Linked DNA regions of Mus musculus: regions 1 and 3 are each linked to region 2. The links are chromatin contacts, called in public HiChIP or PLAC-seq and promoter capture Hi-C maps. All regions are on one chromosome and are shown on one strand. The core of a region is the stretch at or near the end of the contact, and the rest is flanking DNA. Distances in the headings are between cores, read along the strand shown.

Region 1 (3,752 bases), core at 1,221-3,720, 330 kb before region 2:
ACGGGGCCTTGGCTCATGAAAGTTGGGCTGTCAGGGCTGAATTCTACCCAAAGAAAGGCTTCCCTCACATGTCCATGGCTGTCTTTGTGCAAAGGAGAGGAAAAGGGAGGTTTGTTTTAAATAGACACATGTAAGCCCCCCCGAGGGACCGGAGGCACGGGTTGCAAGAACAGCTCCCATCAAACTGCAATCCCCTGCTTTAGCTGCTGCTTAAAGAGGATGGGAAATGAAAGAGAAGCGTCTCCCCCCTTGCTGCCACATCAAGGCAGTCAGCTGGTGACAGGGAGATTTCTGCAGGAGGCTTCTCCACGCCAAAAGGGTTAACATCCTCTCAGCAGATTAGGAATTTTCTGTCTCTCTCAGGAGTGAAAAACAGATTCAGAGTTTAGACCTTAAGGAGTATTTGTGGATTCTCTAGACCTGGCCAGCCAAAGGCAGAAATGGCCAGACTGTCTTTTGTAAGAATTATGAAGGTTGGTTTTTGGTTTGGTTTGGTTTCGGGTTTTGGTTTTTTTTTTTTCTCTGAGATGGTCTTACTGGGTTGTGGGGAGGCTGATGGGGCTGGCCATGTGGCCATGTTATCTGAGGGGGTGATTAATTCTGCTGTCAGTAAACCAGCTCTGAGTAATTCAGGCCACCTAGATCACCTTCCCCTTCCCCAGTCAGTGCGGCACTAGGCACTGAGGTGTCTGCGTCGCTGAGGGGACACTGCCCAGCCCCCTTACTCTGCCCAGTGTAAGAAAAGTAAATTGATAGCAATCAATGCTGGATGAGTCAGAGAGGAGGACCTTGCTAAGGCAGGTGTGGGGTGTGTCACAGAGCCGTGGCTGGGCAGCAAAGATCATCTGTATGGCTGGAAGGCCTGGAGTCTCAATCTTTCCGGATTAACCCTGGCTTCCCTTCCTGAGTCATCCATCCCTCCGTGTGCCAGCCTTCTGCCCTCTGTACCTCCCCATGTCCCACCTCCACCCTCCCGAGGGACTGAGGACACATTTCAGGCCAGCCGTGTTATTGGATTTTAAATGATGCAATGGCTTTTTAATTCTTGCTCTAATTGCCTTTTCATGCAGGGCACTGAGAATGGCTGATTACCAGACAACTGGGCTGGGCAGTGACATTCCTCATCCAATGTCCCCTCAAGCTGCAGTGAAAGGAAGGGAAGAGAGAGAAAGACCCCCTCTTCCCCTCCTTCTTCTCGGCTTTGAGCCTACAGCCACCTGGGGCCCTAGCCTGGACTGGCGCTGTCCGCGGTGCTGACGGGCTGAGCTCTGGCAAACCCTGGCTCTCTTGTCATGCCTTTTGGTGCTCCGGTGGCTGAATAATTTAAACAAATAGACTTGGACATATTTCCCCTTTCCCTCAGGGCAGGAAAACATCCCCTGCTGAGTCTCTGGAATAATTGCCCCTCATTCAAGGGTACTCAGGAAAAGGAGAGATCAGGAAGATGGAGGGAGAGCGTGGGCTGGCTCTGCTGCAGCACTACTGCTGTAGGTGGGCCTGCTCCTTAGTTCTCACGGGAGGGGTTCCCTGAGAAGATGATCCTAGCCCTCCTTCCCTCAGCCACGAGCATGTCAGATCCACACTGGGCCAATTTGTCAAAGCCCGTGGTGGCAGCCTGGCCCTCTCTGCCAGACCAAGGAAGAGGCTCTTCCTCTGAGAGTCTCCATCTGCAGAGGGGGTCCAGATCTGCATGGAACTGGCTTGGGACCTCACTGATAGATGCTGTGCACAGTGAGAAGATAGCTCCTTATGGGGTTAGATAGGCTGGGGTGGGCAGGGCTGGACAGGGTTAGCCTGGTAGAGTAAGGGCTAAAGAGATAGCTTGGCAGTTGAGCACTGGCTGCTCTTCTAGAGGATCTGGGTTTGATTTCCACCATCCTCATGAAGGCTCACAAATGTTTGTAACTCCAGTCCCAGGGGGTGCAATATCTCTGGCCTCCTTAGATGAGGACAGACATAAACACACACACACACACACACACACACACGAGAGAGAGAGAGAGAGAGAGAGAGAGAGAGAGAGAGAGAGAGAGAGTCCGTCCAGCTGGTCCACGGTCAGTGAGGATGGCAGGAAGACCGTCCAGACTCCACGAAAGCTAAACTCTCTCTGAGGGAGGGGGATAAGAGAGGCAGCCACTGAAAGCCGATCCTTGAGATCTGAGGAGAACACTGGAGCTTTGCAGAGGCTACCTGAGGCTGCCACCAGGGAATCTCCTCCTACAGAATGGTGGGTGGAGGCGAGTGATCTGGAGTCCAGAAGCTAGGAGTACGAGGGGGAACTCCAGGAAGGGAGGGGGTCAGAAGGCCAGGGTGTCTCTCAGTTCTGTGCCCTTCTGGCCAAGTCTGGGTGTGGGGTGTGTGTGCAATTGGCTGAGGTAACCTTCTTTCAGAACGTGGGTTTCTCTTCCCCCTCCCTCCTCCATTTCCTGGGTTTTGCTTCTTCATTGTTTTTCTTCTTAAAAGAAAAGAGCCAACACCAGCACCTGTCTCTCAGGCTCACGCAGAGTCTTTGCTGCTGTGGGTGGAGAGAGGTGTGGGAGTGGGGAGGGGACAGGGTGGGAGGGACAGGATTTCTGCTCCCAGAGGGCAAGTTAGCACAAGGTCACCTCCATGCTCACCCCCCCCCCTGCAGTTCGTGGGTCACGGCTCAGACCCCAGGAGGTACGGAGTTCCCTGCAGCAAAGCAGTCAGCATGAGCCCGAGGGCTCTGCCAGCCTCGGCCACCGGGCCCATTCCTATCAGGAGACTTGAGGGACTGTGCCCTCACCCCCACCTGACAATGTGATTCGGCTCCCTGAAGTTTGAGTGTCAGTTGCTAAAGACAGAGAGACTTGGCTTCCTCTGGGCAGGGCTGGGGCTCCCTGGTGTGTTCGGTCCAGGCTGTTTCTATCCAAAGCAGCTGCTCGTCCATTGTTCAAACCTAAAGCCTCCTACCATCAGACCCGAGGACCCAGGCCCTTCAGCAGAACACGTACAGACCTTTCAAACACGAGAGCATCCTTCTAGGCAGGGAGAAGCTGAGTGTGGGTGCCAGGAAGGGGGCAGGACTGGGTCATTCTGGGTGCTGTAAAGTGGATTGTGGGAGGTAAAGACATCAGTCGGGAGGCCAGAAGCAGGCTGGGAGATGAGGATGGGTGGGGACCAAGGATTCAGGTGCCAGGAGGCGCCTGGGGCCAGGTGCAAGGAAGCAGCAGACCACCTCCAAGATGTTGAAGGTCAGACAGGGCCAGAGGGGACCCGAGGGTGGGTTTGTTTGCTTAAGGGTGGGTGTTTTTGTTTTGTTTTAATTCTGAGTCTGGGTCTCACTGAGTTTCTTTGGCTGGCCTGGAATTACAATGTAGACCAGGCTGGCTTTGAACTCACAGAGACCCATCTATCTCTGCTTCCAAGTGCTGGGGCTACAGGTGTGTGGCACCACACTCAGCCTATTGTTCGGTTTTGAGACAGGTAGTCCAGGCTGGCCTTGAACCTGCTATGTAGGCAAGGATGGCTCTGTGCTGAGTCTCCTGCTTCTACCTCCCAAATCCTGAGGTTACAGGATGAGCTATCTCACCATCTCCCTCAGCTGGAGCCGAGCTCTTCCAGGTGGCTCCCTGAAGGAATTAGGAGGCCCCGGAACTGCTGAAAAGAGACAGGAGATGAGCAGATGACTGGGTGTGGGACCTGGTTTGCCTTGGATGGTGACTCAGAAATGCTGAGACACTGGGCTGCAAGACAAGGGCTATGCCAGGAGCCTTCCAGGCTGGAGCTAC
Region 2 (3,542 bases), core at 531-3,030:
GAGCATATCAGGATGAAAAGAAGCAGAAAAATACGATCAAGCCAGTTTACTAGAAGTGGGCCAAGCAATTGGCGAAGCTTTCCGAAAGCCCATCCAGGAAGGAAGGGTATCCTTTTCTGGTACACACAGGTCAGAGGCAGTGTCCGCCCAGGGGCCACTACTACGTCGGAGGAAAAGGGCCCGCGGGGCCATTCCCAAACTCTCCCCCTTCAACACCACAGCAAGGGCCTAGTGGCCTAGGCTGCTGGCAATGACCTGTACCATGGGAGGATGTGGGCTGGCGTTGGTGGGAGTTGGCAGCTTGCTCAGCCACACCTCGCTACGAAGGTCCCCAGAGCTCGCAGCAACTTCGAGCCCCTCCAGCCAACTCGGCTCGCGGGGCACAAAGATGGAGGGCGCGGCGCGCTTCCACCCCGCCCCGCCCCCACGGCGGTTGCACACAAAGGGGCAGCCGCTCCTCCCCCAGACTGCCCCGGCGCCCTAGGCTCCCCTCCACCCGTTGGGAACGCCCCTCCATGACTTCCTCCTTCTCCAGGGGCACCCCTGGAACTGAGGGTCACCTGGACCTTGGTCCGGGACCCGCGGCCTGCCGTGGCCTCCCGCGCCTGACCGCTGCGCCCCACCCCCACCGAGCACGTGCTGCCCTGCGCCCAGGGCGCCATCCTACGGCCCGGGGGTGGGGGGTGGGGGGTAGCCGGGCCCGCCGCGCTCCCCACCCCCCACCGGAAACATTCCTGAGGCATTCCTGAAACTGGGAGGCCCGCCTCCCCAAGGCTCCCACCCCGCCTCCAGCCGGGCGCACGCTGGGCCCCCGCGTACCCTTCCACCGCCCGCGCGCCCCCCGAGGAGAGGGCTGACCGCGGAGGAAGGGGAACAGAGTTATGAGTCACAGTCGTGTGTCACTGGGCCCGAATTACGATTCCCTGCATCACGAGAGGTGTGGAAAGGCCGACTCGGGGAACCGAGGTGGGGAGGTGCGTCCAAGGGCCCGCGCCCGGCCTGCAGGGCGCGCCCCACCGCCCGCCATCTTCCCACTTAGGCTTCCTCCGGCCCAGCAACAAGTCTTTTGTTGACCCAGGCGCCCAGAGGCGGGAAACTCGAACCCCTGCCCTCAAGGGGCTTCCAGGCGCCCCTTGTCTTAAGTCGTAAGTCACGGGGGCGGGGAATCACACCAGAGGGACCTCGTGCTTCCTCAACACCAAGCAGCTGGCCACCCGTGGCTCCTCCCCGCGATGTCCCGGCGAGGCGGCCAATCGCTCGGCTCCTTTGAAGCCTGCACCTGGGTGGCGGCCGTTACTAGATTTAAACCGTTGGCGTTGGCCAAGTTTCACGTTTGGGTTTCACAAGACTTTGTTTTTTACGCGCCTGGAGGCCTCCGGAGACGCACACGCCGTCACCTGCTTGGTGGCAGAGGGGAATTAAGGAGAGGCCCTCGACATGGGCTGGGGGGGGGGGGCGGCGTCCGGGCCGCGAGAAGCTCCTTAGGGTACGCGTGGACGTCCGAGGGCACAGGCGTCAGCGCGCGCCTCCCCGCGAGGCCGGAGTCCACGGGGGGGCTCCTGTAGGTGTGTCCCCGGGTCCCCACTTAAACAGCAGGGCCGCCGTCACCGGTTCCTCCAACGCCAGGCTGCTCGGGAACTGTGAGAAACGAGGGCCGTCGGCGCGCGTGCCCGCGGAAACCGCGCGCACAGTGGCGAGCTACCCGCGCGCGGCGGCGGCAGCTGGCGGGCGGCCGCCCTTTTAAATCCCCGGGCTCATTTGCATGGCCCCGCCCCCCGGTGACACGGCTGGCGCGGGCGGGCCCGTCCCCCCTGCCCCTGGGTCGCTCTTTTTAAGCTCCCCTGAGCCGGGGCTGCGCTCCTCTAATTGGGACTCCGAGTCGGGGCTATTTCTGGTGTTGGCGCGGCTCCAAGAAGGCGTGAGTTCGCCGCCGCTCGGGTGGCTTCTTTTTTTCCTGTAGGTCTAGAATCTAATCACATTATTATTTATTGAGGCCGCGCACGGGCCGTGCCCAGCTTCCTGCCCCTCGCCATCCTCCAGGGGAGCGGGATCCGTCAGTGTTCCCTCGCCCCAGCTCGGATGTGACACACATCCCCGGCGGGGGCCCGGGCGGCGCGCACGCAGCGGTCTCAGCGCCTCTGCCCTCTCCCGGTTTCAGATCCGCATTTGCGACCGGCGGCGGTGGCGGCAGAGCCCAGGCCGGTGCCCTGAGCCCAGCCACGCCGCACCCGGCAGCCCCGAGCGCGCCCCGCCGGCGGCCTGCGGAGCTCGCGGTGAGTGTCCGCGGCGCGCCCGGGGGGCCTGCGGCGCGCGCTGCCCGCTTTATTCCCAGGCCCCGGGCTTGCGCGGGCCGCGGGAAAGGGGAGGCCGCACTGTGCTCGCAGGCGGCGGGGCCGGGGTGGGTGTCCGCGGGGCGCCGCGTCCTCCGGTCCCCAGGTTGAGGGTGCCCGGGTTGCGACCGTGGGGTGCGGAGACCCCGGGGAACGGCGCGCGGAGGGGGAGGGGGCGCGCGACTGCGACGAGCGCCGCTTGTGCACCCAGCGGCGCCCGTGCACCTCGCGCTCGGCGAGCCCGGCCTCAGGGAGGGGCGCGCGCTGCGCAGCGGCGGGAGGTGGGCGCGCGCCCCCCTCAGCCAGGGAAGTTCTAGAAGTGCGGGGGAGGGGCCCGGCGACCCGAGATTCCTCTCTGGCCTCTCCTCCGCCTTTCCCAGAGTAGTACTGTGCGTGGACGAGGCCGGATCGCGAGGGCCTGGGTTTCGGGGTTTCACCCCCCACCCCCACACACACCTTTGGCCCTGCCCCGCGCCTCTTCAACCTCCAGGGCCAGGCCTGCCCTCCGCCCCCACAAACTGGTTCCTCTGCTTTGCTGGGTTCTGTTAGAACTAGTCCCTTCGACTCCCCGTTTCTGCCCCCCCCCCCGCTTTGGTTTTCATGGAGAGAGGAAGGGGTTTTTTTCTTCCTGCGACTCGCACCAGGTTTCCTGCCCCCAAGGCGGGCTTGGGTGCCCCCTCTGGCAGGAAGTGGGGCCGGGCGCACCCGCGTGGCGGTGCATGTGGTCGGGGTGCGCCGTTTCCCGCGCCTAAAGGGCTCTGCGCCCCTCCCCCTCGTCCTAGCTCCTAGAAGCGCCGGCCTACAACCACCAGGCTGGGACGCCAGCGAAGGCATCCTCATTCTGGAGTAGAGGGCGCCTGGGTCTTAACCTGCTTCTCAGTAAACAAAGTGGCGGTCTGTAAGCATTCCGCAAGAACCTCCATTTTACCAAGTTGCTGTGTGACCTTGGGCTATTGAGGGGTCTTCTCTCTATATTTAAAGGGGGACCCTTTAAGACCCTTAACAATAGGCCTGCCGGGATGTTACTCCTCTGGTAGTTCTTGCATAGTTACTGAAACGTTGAGGAGCCACAGCGTGTGCACCCGTGTGAGAGACAGGCTGGAGGCCCAAGAGAGACACATGGGGCTTGGACTCCTAAATGTGACTTGGCCATGCCAGACCTCCCTGATGCTCAGAAACAGGTGGAAGAGGTGAGGTTTTCCTTGGCCTCGC
Region 3 (3,863 bases), core at 1,203-3,702, 280 kb after region 2:
CTGGGATTAAAGGTGTGCATCGCTGTTGCCTGGCTAGGTCTAGGTTATTTTATTGTAATTTATGTATTTATTTATTTATTTTGGTTTTTCGAGACAGGGTTTCTCTGTATAGCTCTGGCTGTCCTGGGACTCACTTTGTAGACCAGGCTGGCCTCGAACTCAGAAATCTGCCTGCCTCTTGCCTCCTGAGTGCTGGGATTAAAGGTGTGCGCCACTGTAGTGGCTATTCCTGGTTGTCAACTTGACTATATTTGGAATGAACTACAATCCGGAATTGGAAGGCTCACCAGTGACCCTTATCTGGAGGCTTGGAGATCCTTATCAGGATCTTGGTATGGAGATCTTGAGCCATAGTGGCTATGGATTCCAGAAGATTCAATCTCCGAGTTTAAGGAACACACCTTTAATCTGGGCTACACCTTTTCATCTGGGATTAAGGGTGTGGTGGAACACAACTTTAATCTGGGCTACACCTTCTGCTGGAGACAATATAAGGACATTGGAAGAAGGGAGTTGAGCTCTTGCTCCTTTGCCTGCTTGCTGCGTGAGACTGAGTAACTGCTAGATCCTTGGACTTCCATTCACAGCTGCGACTGAACCATTGTTGGGAATTGGGCTGCCGACTGTAAGTCATCAATAAATTCCTTTACTATCTAGAGACTGTCCATAAGTTCTGTGACTCTAGAGAACCCTGACTAATACAGCCACCACGCCCGGCTTTAATTTATTTTTTGAGACAGGGTTTGTCTGTGTATTCCTGATTGTTCTGGACCTCACTCTGTACATCAGCCTGACCTCAATCAGAGATCTGCCTGCCTCTGCCTCCTGAGTGCTACGATTAACCACCCCGCCAAAGGTCTAGGTTATTTAAGGAACTAATAAGGACCAAAGTTATCTGAAGGTGACAATGAAAATCACTGCTTTCAAGTGATATCACATTTGAATTGAATTTTGCAAACCAGCCTAGGGATAGTAACTTTTCTGACTCTCTCTCTCTCTCTCTCTCTCTCTCTCTCCCTGCCCCCCCAAGTGTGTGTGTGTGTGTGTGTGTGTGTGTGAGAGAGAGAGAGAGAGAGAGAGACAGCAGTATGACTCCTCCCTCCTCTCTCATTCTTTGGAGTTCAAGTTAAAAGGCAATCCACTTTGTTTGAGAGAACAGACTCTAAGTTTGACCTGTTAGTTGGCAATGTACTGCTAACAACGTCTATAGAATCACTACCATTTATGGTGGCCTAAGTGCATAGACCTTTCGCTAAATGCCCTATGAGCTTTACATTTAAATTTTTTTTATATTTTGTTTTATTTTAGACAAGGTTTCCCTGTGTAGCCCTGGCTGTCCTGGAACTCACTCTGTAGACCAGGCTGGCCTTGAACTCAGAAATCTGCCTGCCTCTGCCTCCCAAGTGCTGGGATTAAAGGCGTGCGCCACCACTGCCCGGCTTAAATTCATTTTTGTATTATTGTATGTATATGGGTGTTTAGTTTGTAAGTGCACCATGTATGTGCCTAGTGCTGGGAGTGGATTAAAAAAGATCCATCAGACACCCTGAGACTTGAGCTGCAGACAGGTGGGAGTCACCACGGGGGAGTGTTGGTGATCGAACTTAGATTGTTCCAAGAGCAACAAATGCTTAATCGCTACACCAATTCTCCAGCTACTTTCCAGCATTTTTACATTTGATTCTTCCTTAAACTGCACAAGTTATTACCTTTACTTTTCAGATAAGGAAACTGAAGCTCAGAGAGAGTAAATTGCACAGCTAGGAAGGAAGCAGGGAGACAGGGTTTAAAACTTGAGACCCGCCCCACTCACCCAGGAGTGTGTCCCTACAATTCACGTCTGTCTTAATTGCTCAAATACAATGATCAATTTCTCAGTGATCGTCTTCTACATTTTCTTTGTCTTCCTTGATGTTCAGCTGCGCTCTTCCCCGCTTCATTTCCCCAGCATAGGACTTTGATCCCTCAGCCACTGATCGATTTCAGCTTACTGCTAATCAGGTCTTGGAGAATGAGAACTTTTACCTGATTTGGTTCTGCCTTTTTCACTTCTCATTTACAGAAGAGCTGGGTACATACTAGAGCAGTGGTCGTGACACCTTTTGCGGGTCGAACAACCCGTTCACAGGTTTCTCCTAAGACCATCAGAAAACACCGATAATTTGCATTACTAGTCATACGAGTGGCAAAATTACAGTTATGAAATAGCGACAAGAATAATTTCTGGTTGGGGGGGTCACCACAATTTGAGAAGCTGGATTAATGATTCGCAGCGTAGGAACTGCTGACTCAGGGTTTTGGAACCTTTTGTTGATAGTACTAAATTACGCACTTCCTAGACGGAGTAACTAATCCTGAATAAGTGAGCGCGGATTGAACCTCAGAGGCACCCACAGCATCCGTAGGGCAGAGGCCGGAAGCGGAAGTCCTACCCCTCCTGTCTGCATCCTTTGCTCGCGTCGGCGCAGCCTGTGTGCGTCAGTTCCTGGCGGCGGGGATCGGGGTAGCCAACGGCTTGTGGAGCATCATGCCCAAGTGAGTGTGGCCCTGGGAGCAAGCGGACTTGCGGTGGTCAGTTGGGTCCTGGTGAAGGTGCAGGGCGGCGGCCTCGGGTTCTGGACGTTCCGAGGGGAAGGCGAGCCCCTCCGAGGGATGGCGGGTGGAGACCCAGGCTCTCCGGCCATCCTGGCAGAGTGGGCGCGGACCCTCGCTCAGAAGCCTCGCATTCTGTCAGGACGCTTTGTTTGACTTACAATCCGAGGAAGTTGGGTTTTGGGTCTGTTTGTTTGGACAGCTGTTAATTGCTGACGTTTTCTTTTGTCATTTCAGGTTTTATTGTGACTACTGTGATACGTATCTTACCCACGATTCTGTAAGTGGCGGGTCTTTTTTATAATCCTAAAACGCCTTGTATGCAAAATTCTTTTTCTTTAGGTCCAGGTGTGTGCATTACAGTCTCCTGGAAATTTTATGACAACCTTTCTTAGAAAGTAATTAGGAAGCGGGTGTTTTTTCCCACCCTTTTTGTGAGGTCTTTGCAATTTGAAGGTATTTGCAGAATGATAAAACTTTAAGCAAGCTTGAAGATGGAAAGCATTTGCGTATACAGAAACTGCATGTACCTGTAATGTCAATACTTGAGAGGCTGAGCCAGGAAGATGGCAAATTCCAGGTCAGTTAAGGATACATATTGAGACCTTGTCAAAATAACTCGCCCCACCCTCCAAAAAAAGCCCAACAAAACAAAAAACAAACAAACCAGGAGTGTGTTCCTACAAACTTGCAGATTTGATTATGTCACATTATTCAAATGCCTGGTTAAAATGGAAAGAAATGTCTTAGTGTACAGCTCCATTCTCAGCTCCTGTGAGAACCTCATTAACTATTGATCATCAGGAGGAATAACTGAGATATGTGATTAGTGTTGCCCCGTGTGTAGCAGCCACAAGGCCCAGCAACAAAGTTAGGGCCTGGCGCCTGTCTTCCTAGTACACTGAGATGGAGCATTGCTGTGAGTTTAAGGCTATGGTGGGAGACCCTACCTCAAAAAAAAGCAAATCAAAACAACCTTTAGCAACAACAAAATTTGGTTTTTATGGTTTTAATAGTTTTAAATAATCTATTTATCTGCCCCCCCCCCCCCCAATCTCCTGAGGAAACAAGACAGATCTTCTGGAATAATTTGTAAACCAGGCTGACTTCGAACTCACAGAGAGCTGCTTGCTTTCTGCCTTCTGAGTGCACGGAGTAAAGTTATGTGCCACCACTTCCTTGGCTTATTTATTTTTGGAAAGGGTTTCATTATGTAGCCCTGGGTGGCCTAGAACTTATGTAGAACAGGCTGTCCTGCTGCCTCCATGCCT

What was found. Promoter capture Hi-C pulls out the DNA fragments that hold promoters and counts their contacts. HiChIP or PLAC-seq counts read pairs in DNA pulled down with a chosen protein or histone mark.
Region 1: an H3K27ac HiChIP or PLAC-seq map of embryonic stem cells shows a contact between it and region 2, with 12 read pairs. The contact joins the enhancer-like site here to the promoter of Hmga1 in region 2. A contact is called at or near these places in 2 of 39 promoter capture datasets (cranial neural crest and embryonic stem cells), 5 of 115 datasets of contacts at active chromatin or transcription factors (embryonic stem cells, pancreatic cancer cells and stem cell-derived neural progenitor cells) and 2 of 9 other capture datasets (adipose tissue and pancreatic islet).
Region 3: a promoter capture Hi-C map of liver shows a contact between it and region 2, with 2.9 times the contacts expected there. The contact joins the promoter of Snrpc here to the promoter of Hmga1 in region 2. A contact is called at or near these places in 17 of 39 promoter capture datasets (the 3T3-L1 cell line, 3T3-L1-derived adipocytes, the C10 cell line and 12 more), 1 of 15 datasets of contacts at CTCF or cohesin (the NIH/3T3 cell line), 16 of 484 Hi-C or Micro-C datasets (CD4 T cells, CD8 T cells, the G1E-ER4 cell line and 11 more), 22 of 115 datasets of contacts at active chromatin or transcription factors (the 230-238 cell line, the HPC-7 cell line, the NIH/3T3 cell line and 17 more) and 2 of 9 other capture datasets (adipose tissue and liver).

What each region holds. Positions count from the first base shown.
Region 1 is chr17:27,227,496-27,231,247 of GRCm38.p6, forward strand. No RefSeq gene overlaps it. Among named protein-coding and RNA genes, the nearest start is that of 9630028I04Rik, 19 kb to the right of the region's middle. Within about 2 kb of position 2,471, at least 16 of the 459 cell types and tissues checked have an H3K27ac peak or open chromatin away from gene starts, as enhancers often do. A contact at or near this core is called in embryonic stem cells and pancreatic cancer cells, where this site is marked.
Region 2 is chr17:27,554,794-27,558,335 of GRCm38.p6, forward strand. Hmga1 (high mobility group AT-hook 1) reads left to right here and starts at 1,781. Exons shown (of 5, transcript NM_001025427.3): 1 at 1,781-1,918.
Region 3 is chr17:27,837,635-27,841,497 of GRCm38.p6, forward strand. It overlaps Snrpc (U1 small nuclear ribonucleoprotein C), which reads left to right and starts at 2,453. Exons shown (of 6, transcript NM_011432.2): 1 at 2,453-2,535; 2 at 2,830-2,872. The coding sequence starts at 2,528.